2 separate regions of the Mus musculus genome follow, and region 1 is linked to region 2. A link is a contact called in public HiChIP or PLAC-seq data. All regions are on one chromosome and are shown on one strand. The core of a region is the stretch at or near the end of the contact, and the rest is flanking DNA. Distances in the headings are between cores, read along the strand shown.

What was found. HiChIP or PLAC-seq counts read pairs in DNA pulled down with a chosen protein or histone mark.
Region 1: an H3K4me3 HiChIP or PLAC-seq map of craniofacial prominence shows a contact between it and region 2, with 4 times the contacts expected there. The contact joins two enhancer-like sites. A contact is called at or near these places in 1 of 15 datasets of contacts at CTCF or cohesin (large pre-B cells), 1 of 484 Hi-C or Micro-C datasets (embryonic stem cells), 4 of 115 datasets of contacts at active chromatin or transcription factors (astrocytes, craniofacial prominence, forebrain and 1 more) and 1 of 9 other capture datasets (embryonic stem cells).

What each region holds. Positions count from the first base shown.
Region 1 is chr16:38,474,238-38,479,396 of GRCm38.p6, forward strand. Cd80 (CD80 antigen) reads left to right here. Exons shown (of 5, transcript NM_009855.2): 3 at 4,827-5,108. It also overlaps the pseudogene Gm8590. Among named protein-coding and RNA genes, the nearest start is that of Gm41453, 6.1 kb to the right of the region's middle. Within about 2 kb of position 2,319, at least 135 of the 459 cell types and tissues checked have an H3K27ac peak or open chromatin away from gene starts, as enhancers often do. A contact at or near this core is called in craniofacial prominence, where this site is marked.
Region 2 is chr16:37,688,846-37,693,959 of GRCm38.p6, forward strand. No RefSeq gene overlaps it. Among named protein-coding and RNA genes, the nearest start is that of Gm35833, 11 kb to the left of the region's middle. Within about 2 kb of position 1,321, at least 86 of the 459 cell types and tissues checked have an H3K27ac peak or open chromatin away from gene starts, as enhancers often do. A contact at or near this core is called in craniofacial prominence, where this site is marked.

The sequences.
Region 1 (5,159 bases), core at 1,069-3,568, 790 kb after region 2:
GCAGAGAAGGAAACGTCTGACTTCATAAGTGAGGGTTGAGTCTCTAGTGCTACAGAAAACCTGATTGATCAAGGTGGAGACCTCTACTAATGCACTTTTCTTGTAGTTGGGATCATTCAAGGTCACGGTAACCATCCCAGGCGCTAGAATGGCCTGAGATGCCTTCTGACTCGCGGAAGCACAATAACTGTGATATATAGTGGCCGTACTGTAAACTGCATTTGAGAACTATCTTATTCTGGGTAGCAAGTTAATCAGGTCACATATTTTTTACTTTTCTGAATCATTTGCATTCCTGCCTTTGTTCATAACATATACTCACCTTTCTCCACTAAAAGTGACCAAAACCTGGGTTAACTGAGTCATCTGAGAGATGAAGAGCCAGTCTTTTATTTTTAAAGATTTACTTTGTTTTTAACTATGTATATGTGTGTGCTCAGATGCTCACAGCAGTCAGAAGAAAGTATTGGATTCCCCAGGAACTAGAGTTAAAGGCACTTGCGAGTCACCCAATATGAGTGCTTGTGTGTTCTGCAAGAGTGAGTTAGGAGTATGTGCTTAACTGCTGAGCCATCTCTTTAGTCCCAAAGGGCTAATCTTTAGATGGTTCAGTCTTGCAAGACCTTCAAAGTAAGCCGGGCGTGGTAGAATATGCCTTTAATCCCAGTCCTCGGGAGGCAGAGGCAGGCGAATTTCTGAGTTCGAGGCCAGCCTGGTCTACAAAGTGAGTTCCAGGACAGCCAGGGCTATACAGAGAAACCCTGTCTCAACCCCCCCCCCCAAAAAAAAGACCTTCAAAGTAGTTCCTCTAACTCGTTATCTTGTAGCAGGGCTAGGGGAGAAAGCTGAGGCTGCTGTAAGCTCAGTCAGATAGGAAAAGGTGGCTCTTACTGAACTAACCATTTCTTAGAAAAAAAACAAACATGAGTTGTGACTGAGAGCGTTAGGCCTGCAGATTTGTTACTCCAGGTTAAAAAGCCCATGATGTCTGGTTAGAAGAAACAAAATAAAATTTTTATGTTGACTATCCAAGTAGTAGTTTGATTGCGTGGCATTAAGGTAATAAGTAGAAAATAATAATGCCAACTATAAATAGGTCAGGAACACATGCAACTTTATTTAAGAACAAGGCCCATTTTAAATTTCCCCTTTGTTTTAGTTTTGGGTTTTGAGATAGGGTCTCACTATGTAGCCTTGGCTGGCTTGGAGTCTAGCCTCAAACTCAGAGAGATTTCACTACCAAGGAATTGTTGTTGTTGTTGTTGTTTACAATGACTTCCTCTGCAACCAAATTCAGGGTTTTCCCTTTTCTGGTAACTATACTCCGTATTCTTCCCTCATTTCTCCCATTTCTCCCAGTATCCCTGGGCATTTTCAGAAGGTTTCCTTGACAGCCTGATTTAAATGAGAGCGTCTTCCTAAATATATCCTGTGTGTCAGGCTCCGTGCTAAGTGGTGTCTTTCCATCCCTTCATCTCTGGAATGCATGGGTTATTAACCTGCCTACAAACCAAGACTAAAAAGCAAGGGAGTGGCCCACAGTCACAGGGCAAATCTCTGTTTAAGAGCTGCTCTTGATAGTCACTGACCCCTGCTCATACAAGCTCGGTGGCACTCAGACTTCCAAAACGAAAGCTCAGGGTATGGACTGGAGTAGAGGAACTGACTGCCACAGGAGAGGGGAGGAGCTAAATTCCTAAAGTCTAAGCATGAGAAGCAAGTGGCAGGAGGTATCCACACTTGACTCTAAGTCTACTTTAGCATCTTGCTGGAGGTCAAATATACAAATGAAATCAACTCCAGGAAGCCTCCTTGTCTCTTTAAAATGCCAGAGTAGCAAGGAATTAATAAAATGTAGTGGTTGTGATTACAGATTAAATACTGTATATTTGATCTGAGTACAAGCCTTTTTTTTTTTTTTTTTTTTTTTTAGAAAATGAGGATTGTAGAGGTTGGGAGGTCCCTTGGGTAGGTCATGGAAAACAAGGCTTTGGAATTTTAGCTACTAAGACATTAGAGGGCCAGACTCGGGAAGTGACTTAGTTGTGTGGTCCTAATGCTAGCTAAGGCAGAAGCTGAGTACCTTCTGATGTCCTTCGCATCTATGACTTTGCACAAATACAACAAATCTTTGGCCGCATGCCCTAACACCACCAGTATCCCTAACAGCAACCGCACAACAGCACAAGGCAGTAAGCAGTCACCAGAGTGCCTGGAATCCTGCCTACCTAGGCATTTTTCTTAAAGATGAAGGCCACTAGAACACAAGGCAGGAAGCTGTGCAAGTCCCGCGCGGTGGAGGCGGCAGCAGCGGCGGCTGCTCTGGTCCCGGAGATGGTGGAGCAGAGGGGCCTCCCGCAGCGACGGGGAGAACGTGTTTGCTGGGCAGCCAAAGATCTATGCCTACATGAGTCCTAACAAGTGCTCTGGAATGCGCTCTCCACTTCAGGAAGAGAACTCGGTTGCCCATCACGAGGTCAAATGCCCGGGGAAACCATTAGCTGGAATCTACAGGAAGCGAGAAAAGGAACGCCAGGAACGTTATCCGAAGCGCTGTGAAGTCAGATGAACAGAAGAGCAAAGACACCAGGAGAGGTCCCCTGGCGCCTTTTTCAAACCAAAAATCCGAAGCAGCAGAACCTCCAAAAACTCCACCCCCATCATGTGACTCTACCAATGTAGCAGTCGCTAAGCAAACCCTGAAAAAGCCCCTCAAGGGCAAGCAGGCCCCTCAGAAAAAGTCTCAAGGGAAAACCCAGCAGAATAGAAAATTCACCGATTTCTACCCTGTGCGGAGGAGCTCCTGGAAGAGCAAAGCTGAGCTGCAGTCTGAAGAAAGGAAGAAAATAGACGAGCTGACTGAGAGCGGGAAGGAAGAAGGCATGAAGATCCATCTAATTGATGGCAAAGGCAGGGGCGGGATCGCTACCAAGCTGTTTTCCCGGAGGATACTTTGTGGTAGAATACCATGGGAACCTCATTGAAATTACCGATGCCAAGAAGCGGGAGGCTCTTGTACGCACAGGACCCCTCCACAGGCTGCTACATGTACTATTTTCAGTATCTGAGCAAAACCTACTGCGTGGATGCCACTCAAGAAACGAACTGCCTGGGGAGACTCATCAATCACAGTAAGTGTGGGAACTGCCAGACCAAACTGCACGACATCGACGGCGTGCCTCACCTCATCCTCATCGCCACCCGAGACATCGCAGCTGGGGAGGAGCTCCTGTACGACTATGGGGACCGAAGCAAGGCCTCCATCGAAGCCTACCCCTGGATGAAGCACTAACCACTTGACCTCCCTGCCTCCCTGCCACCCTGCCTCCTTCAAAGGTCAAAGTGCACTCAAAGGGGAATGAATTTTTTTTTACACACACACACACTTACTCTTAGCAGATTACTTCAAATGTTTTTAAAAAGTATATTAAAGATGCCTTTTCATGTAGTATTTAAATATCTGTTACAGGTTTCCAAGGTGGACTTGAACAGATGGCCTTATATTACAAAAAAAAAAAAAAAAAAAAAAAAAAGAAGAAGAAAAGAAAAGAAAGAAAGAAAGAAAGAAAGAAAGGAAGCAAGAAAGAAAGGAAGAAAGAAAGAAAGGGAAAGGGTGGCTTCGAACTCATTATATAGCCTAGGCTGACATCATACTCTTCCTACTGCAGCCTCCAAAGTATACCTGCCTACTGGTGTGGTCCACCACGCGCGGCTAACCTTACTTTTTTAAGAAGCAAGGGGGCATTGAACATGGACTTAGGGTGATGCATGAGTGCTGAGAACTGGAGGTCCAGGAGAGCGTGACCATGTGAGTGGGCGCATGTGGGCTCCTGTCTGTTTCCAGGTTCTCAGGTTGAAGGGTGGCTTCACACTTGTTCCTTACTAAATAAACAGATAGAAGGAGCCCCGGGTGCTCTTCCAGTCATCAGGAGGAAAGAAAGGGAGGGATGAGAGAGAAGGGGAGAGTGAGGATGGGCTCTGGTGTTGGGGACTGTGACTGCAGATACAGTTCTGCCACAGGGTTGCAAGTTCCCCAAATCTATTTATTTACAAGATAAGATTATAGACATCAATGGTTTCACATTTGTGCTATTGTATCTATCTATCTATCTATCTATCTATCTATCTATCTATCTATCTATCTACCATCTATTTACCTATCATCTTTTTTTTTTTTTTTTTTTTTTTTGAGACAGGGGCTCTCTGCAAGGCCGTGGCTGGCCTGAAACTAGCAATGTAAACCAGGCTGGCCTCAGTCATGGAAATCCACCTGCCTCTGCTTCCTCGGTGATGGAACTAAAGGCCTGCACCACTCAGCCTGGCTGGTGATGGAACTAAAGGCCTGCACCACTCAGCCCGGCTATTTTATTTTCTAGCAGACAGGGTCTTCACTCTATTTTCCAGACTGACCCCAAACTTGGAGAGCTCAAGCAACCTTTCTGTCTCAGCTTTCTGTCCTACCACACTCGGTCCTTGACCCTTCTAAATCGGAGTCTAATGTCCTAAGATTGTCATAAAGAGAATGATTTCTAGAAATAACTAGGAGGGACTCGATAAATACTATCAGCCTTCTTTTCTCCTCTTACAATAGCAAGCATTACATCAATATTTCCCACACAAACCCATCTCTCTGTGCTCCTACCCCGTTCAAGGTGGGAGACAACCGGCATGGTCAGTTCAAAGCAGCTCTTTTACCAATGACTTATGGAGTCTTGCAAATGCAATCTCATTTTGCCAGTCTCACTGAACCTTGATCATTTATTTCACATATAACTAAGCACGCAGACCTGTACCCGTGTATAACTGTATGCTTGTTCTACCTCTAGCTGACTTCTCTACCCCCAACATAACTGAGTCTGGAAACCCATCTGCAGACACTAAAAGGATTACCTGCTTTGCTTCCGGGGGTTTCCCAAAGCCTCGCTTCTCTTGGTTGGAAAATGGAAGAGAATTACCTGGCATCAATACGACAATTTCCCAGGATCCTGAATCTGAATTGTACACCATTAGTAGCCAACTAGATTTCAATACGACTCGCAACCACACCATTAAGTGTCTCATTAAATATGGAGATGCTCACGTGTCAGAGGACTTCACCTGGGAAAAACGTAAGCAACATGACGCTGGAAAGTGCCTACTAGACAGGACCTAGAAATCTA
Region 2 (5,114 bases), core at 71-2,570:
TTCTCTACTTCATGTCCTCTTATTATTCTGAAACCCACCAGATCCAGTTTAGGCTATGGATAGACACCAGTACCAGGGGCCACACCCTGAAAGAAACCTGATTCTTCCTTCCTCAGCAGCTATTGAAAGTCAATAACTCCTCAGGTATGGGTAGGAGCTTGTGAGCCCTTCCTCCCTCCTCTCAGACCTTTAAAAATGTTTTTATTTTGAGGAAGGGTCTCCTTAAGTTACCCAGGCTGACCTTGAACTAACTTTGTAACACTGGCGGGCCTCGAACTCATACTCCTCATGTCTCTGACTCTCAACTATCTGGGGAATCTGGAATTAAAAGCCTGCACCACCAGGTTGTGATATTATGTTCTAGAAAATAATTTCATAACAACCCTACAAGATAAGCAAAACAAAATATTCCCCCATTCTGGGGGTGAAGAAAGGAAGGATTAGTGGTATGACCAGCTAGGTCCTGGAACCGTGGCTAGAGACAGCAACGAAAAGAGAAGAAAGACCTGCAGATGCATATGCAATAATGCTGGGATCAGGGTTTCTCTTACAGCTACTTCCTCTTAGAACCTCGGTGTGTTTATTGGTTACAGCACAGTGTGGGTGGGGATTGGCTGGTCTCTGTAGGAGATCTCTGGGGATTGGCTGGTCTCTGCAGAAGGTCTCTGGGGATTGGCTGGTCTCAGCAGGCCATCTCTGTACACAAGCCATCTCAGGCTGCAAACACTCCTGAGGAGGAAGCTGCAGTTCTAGTCTGCACACACTGATCCATCATTCATAAACACTCAGACTCTGATCCTAGAGAAAAGCCTCCTCATTTCTCTTGAGTCAGGCCCAAACTGCTTTGCGAATCTCCCAAAGGCCAATTGGTCTTTGAGTCCTCGACAGGCCATGCCCGTGTCAAAATACACATGCACGCAAGGCCTCACTCACTCAGGGGCTCCTCTGCTCCCTACAGGTTAGAGAGGTTGGGCAATTTGTTATCACAGAGATAAGTGGGAAACCAGGGTTTCAGTGAGGATCTTGTAACTAGAGTTCAATTCTTCATGCACTCTCGAGGTCCACCATGACTTTGAAATAAGATAACTATGAATCTTCCAGGAAAAACAACCTAATTTGCTTTCATGCATAATCTCCGTGGACTCTAGAGGTGAAACCCCCTCTGTTGCTCCTGTGAGCATTTGCAAATGGGACCTGATTGCCAGCTCTTTGGAGGTCCAGACATGTGTTTCCTCTTCCGTTCCGTCTCCTCCAGCACATACCACAGAGTCCCGTACCTCACAGGGCTGTTGCATTTCCAAGACGTGGAACAGCAAAGCAGGAATGTGAAATACAAACAGGCATTCCTACGGGCCTGCTCGCAGAGATCTAACAGGGGCTTACATCACTGCCAGCCGCTGCTTGGTGCACCGGTGTACGCTGTGCATAAAAGGAACACCAGCCACCCAGATCTCTGTTTCTCAGTCCCCTCTGTCATGTCTCTCTGTCTCTCTCTTCCTCTCTCATCTCTTGCCTTCCCCACCCCACCCCTGCCTGCCTGTCTGCCTCTGTCCTTCATGTCCCCACTCCTAGATAGCCCTTTGCTCTCCCATCCCCCAATAAACCTCCTACACTAGATCGAATACAAGCGACTCTAATACAGGTCTTTAGCCCACTTTCGCCTTGCTCTCCCTCCATCATGTTTCCCAAGTGCGTACTTTCCCAGACTGGGTGGAGAAGGGAAAAGATTCCAGGATACTGGTAAGCACGGCCACTCCTAACAAATAGGATCCCATCCTATGCCCTAGGGGCTGACTCAATAGCCTCCTTTGGCTAGAGATTTGGTTACATCCCACTCTTAGGAAGAATGTGAGCCCCAGCCTAGGGAGGTCCCGGTCTCTCCTGCTTTGTAGTCTCCTGAGTCTACTGTGAGGAGAAAAGAAGGGTTACAGAATGCAGGCATCAGCAAGACCAGGAGATCACACGTTGTTGTAACACCCTCATGAACAGGTTGAGGGAGCTGCAGGTTATGATACATAGTTACAGACACCCTGGAAGGCAGTGAAAGAATTTGTATTAGAATGTAGAAGCCCTAGCTGAACACCATATTTCTTACTTGACCCTGGTCCTTAGTTGCCTAAGGTTTCCAAGGTGGGCAAGTCTGGACAGCCAAGCGACAAATGCGTGATGCCTCCTTCTGAAGCAGCTGCTCTTGAGATCACCTCTTCCCGTTGCAGGCAGCCCTAGGGACTGTCCCTTCCTCTCAGCAGCTGGCTAAGTTGCTAGCTAACAACACCCTTCAGCTGCTAAAATCAGTTCCTGATCTTAGCCTTATGAGAGACAGCTCCAGGCAAGTCCTCCTGGAGAGGGCAGCATGTCCCCATCAGGTGTAAGGTAGAAATGGACCTTCTTATCTGAAGATGTCATACCTCCCTCAGAAGCAATCAGCAGAAGCCTTTGCCACACTTTTAGCTCACCACTCCGAAGACACTTGCCACTTGCGCTCAACCTGTCAATCAAATCAGTTCAAATGCATGCACACCTAGAGAGCGACCCTTGGAAAGGGCAATGTGGCAGGGAGCTGTGGACAAAAACAGGCTTGGATTTTTGCCTTCAAAAAAACCCCAAGCTTATCGGGGTAGGCCAGGAAAAACTGCCCTCGTGATGACTACCACAGTGCAGAAGTGTGAGTAAATGACTATTCGCACAGTTTCAAGGGAAGGTCCCGAGGACAACCCGTAACCAGAAGAGAAGATTGGAGCTGAGCACCCTGGGAAACTTGTGCAAGAGGAAGAATTTGTTGAGGACTGTTTTTGAAAAGCTCAGAGAGAAAGCCAGAGTATTTCAGAAGTTAGAATCTGGGAAAAGGCACAGCGCTGGAAACATCTAAGCCAATGGGAAGGCAGCGGTGAGAACAGAGGCAGGTGGCTCTTGGCGGTTCTCCACTCTAATCTCAAATCCTAGCATTTAGTTGACTCTTTCAACTCAAAGTATTACTATTGTTGTCCTCCCCTTGTTGAGGACACTGCGGTACAGGGAAGTTTGAAAAACTTATTGGAGAGCCAGACATGGAGGCACAGTTTTAATTCCTGCACTTGGGTGGCAGAGGCAGGTGGATCTCTGTGAGTTCAAGGCCAGCCTCTACATAGTGAGCTCCAAGCCAATCAGGGATACAGAGGGAGACCCTGTCTCCAAGAAAGGAGGAGGAAGAGGTAGAGGAGGAGGAAGAGGAGGAGGAGTAGGGGGGAAGGGAAGAAGGGAGGGAAGGCGGGAGGGAGGGAGGGGAGGAGGGAGAGTGGAAAAGAAAAAAGAAAAACAAAAAAATGTAAAGAAAAGAAAGAAAGCTGAAGACACAGCCCATGTTGCCTTGGACTCTCTCACCCTGAGAAGTGAAGATGACTTGTTAGAGACCTGTTGGGTGCAAATTGTTAAGCATCTTGAACACTGTTCATAAAGTTGGACTTGATTTGCTGGGCACTAGAGGACTCATCAAGGATTCCCAAGCATGGAGGTAGAATCTTGATTAAATTTCAATGTACACAGGGAGAAGAATCTGAAAGACACATTCACAGAGAAGAGAACACAGAGAAATGTATGAGCACATAATATATATATAACATATAATACAGATCGCCTTGCTTTGAACTGCAAAGGAATCAGGTGTTTGGTTGGTGGTAGAGTGGAAGCTACTGAGAGAGGTAAGAGGTCCCTGATGGGACTCAGGCAGGGGCTTTAGCAGCAGGGCAGGGCCAGGCTTAGAGAATGCTGTATATGCAAAGACAGGAGGTGAATGGGAGCGGAGAGAGTAGAGAGGCCATGCTAGAAGCCATACAATGGTGAAACCATGATGTGTAATTCAGTAATGTCTCAAGCAGGACGAAATCTAAGCTTCTGGAAGAAAAAAAATTATTGCTTTGACTACTTGGTAATTGTAGATAATGTCTTTTTATTTCTTACCCTCTTTCTGTGTGCTAAAATGGAAATATCTCTTTTGTTTTTCACGACCCAAATGCTTTTCTCTTCTCACTGCGATTCAATCTCGCTGATACATCCCATCAAGGACTATAAAAGATGGGTTTGTTCTTTCCACAGTTACCCACTGTATAGGAGCCTCCACCATAATGAACATGGGGCAGATGAAGTAATAAGACCTCTCAAAGAGTCATAATTGAAATAAGAGCTTAAAAAAAATCATTTCCAGGTGCTTGCTGCATGTACAAAGAATCCCACTAAACCCAGTGGAGCAAGAAAGGTGAAGTAATTCCAATACCAAGTAGCGATTAGATAGTTGTCTTCGATGGGCATTTGAGAGCAGAATGACAAGAGGCAAGGCATTCTCCCATTCAGATGGCTTACAGGGAGTATCGGGTTTGTGCGAATGCTATTTGGCTTTGGAGTCACAAAGCATGGATTGTAGGGCTGAGCTCAGTCTGGATTCCAAGCAGAACCCAGAGCAATGGGCTTACTCTTGTAAGAGTATTTGGTATTCCGTATAAACATCACCTGAGTTTATAGCCACACTTCCCTTGGCCTGCTGTAGGAAGTAGCCTCAGATCTGAGTTCCAAATAGCTGTTTAATGTCCACCCCTAGGAAATCAAGAGATAACTGGTGTGTGGGTGGGTGAGGGATGCTCCTAGCAACGTTCCAATCTGGTTGTAAACCATAATTTTGTTGGACTAATGACTTGATCAGCTGTGCCAAAATAATGTAAGAAACTAAGATGTTGCTGAGCAGACATGTCCTATCCAGGTTCATGCTTGGTGTTGATAAGCTGAGGCTATTGCCTGTGTTCTCGGTTGCAACGTGAGCAGCTTGAATTCATGCCTTACACTGAGTCATTCTTTAATGGGGCTACGAACTAGGAAGTTTGGGTCTCAGTTCCAGGGAGAAAGCTAATGCTTTCAAGTTCCCATGGAACTTTTTTTTTAAAAAGAATTATTTATTTTTATGTATATAAATACACTGTGGCTGTCTTCAGACACCCCAGAAGAGGGCATCAGATCCCATTACAGATGGTTGTGAGCCATCATGTGGTTGCTGGGAATTGAACTCAGGACCTCTGGAAGAGCAGTCAGTGTTCTTAACTGCTGAGCCATCTCTCCAGCCCTCCCGTGAAACTTTAATCCTTCCCTTG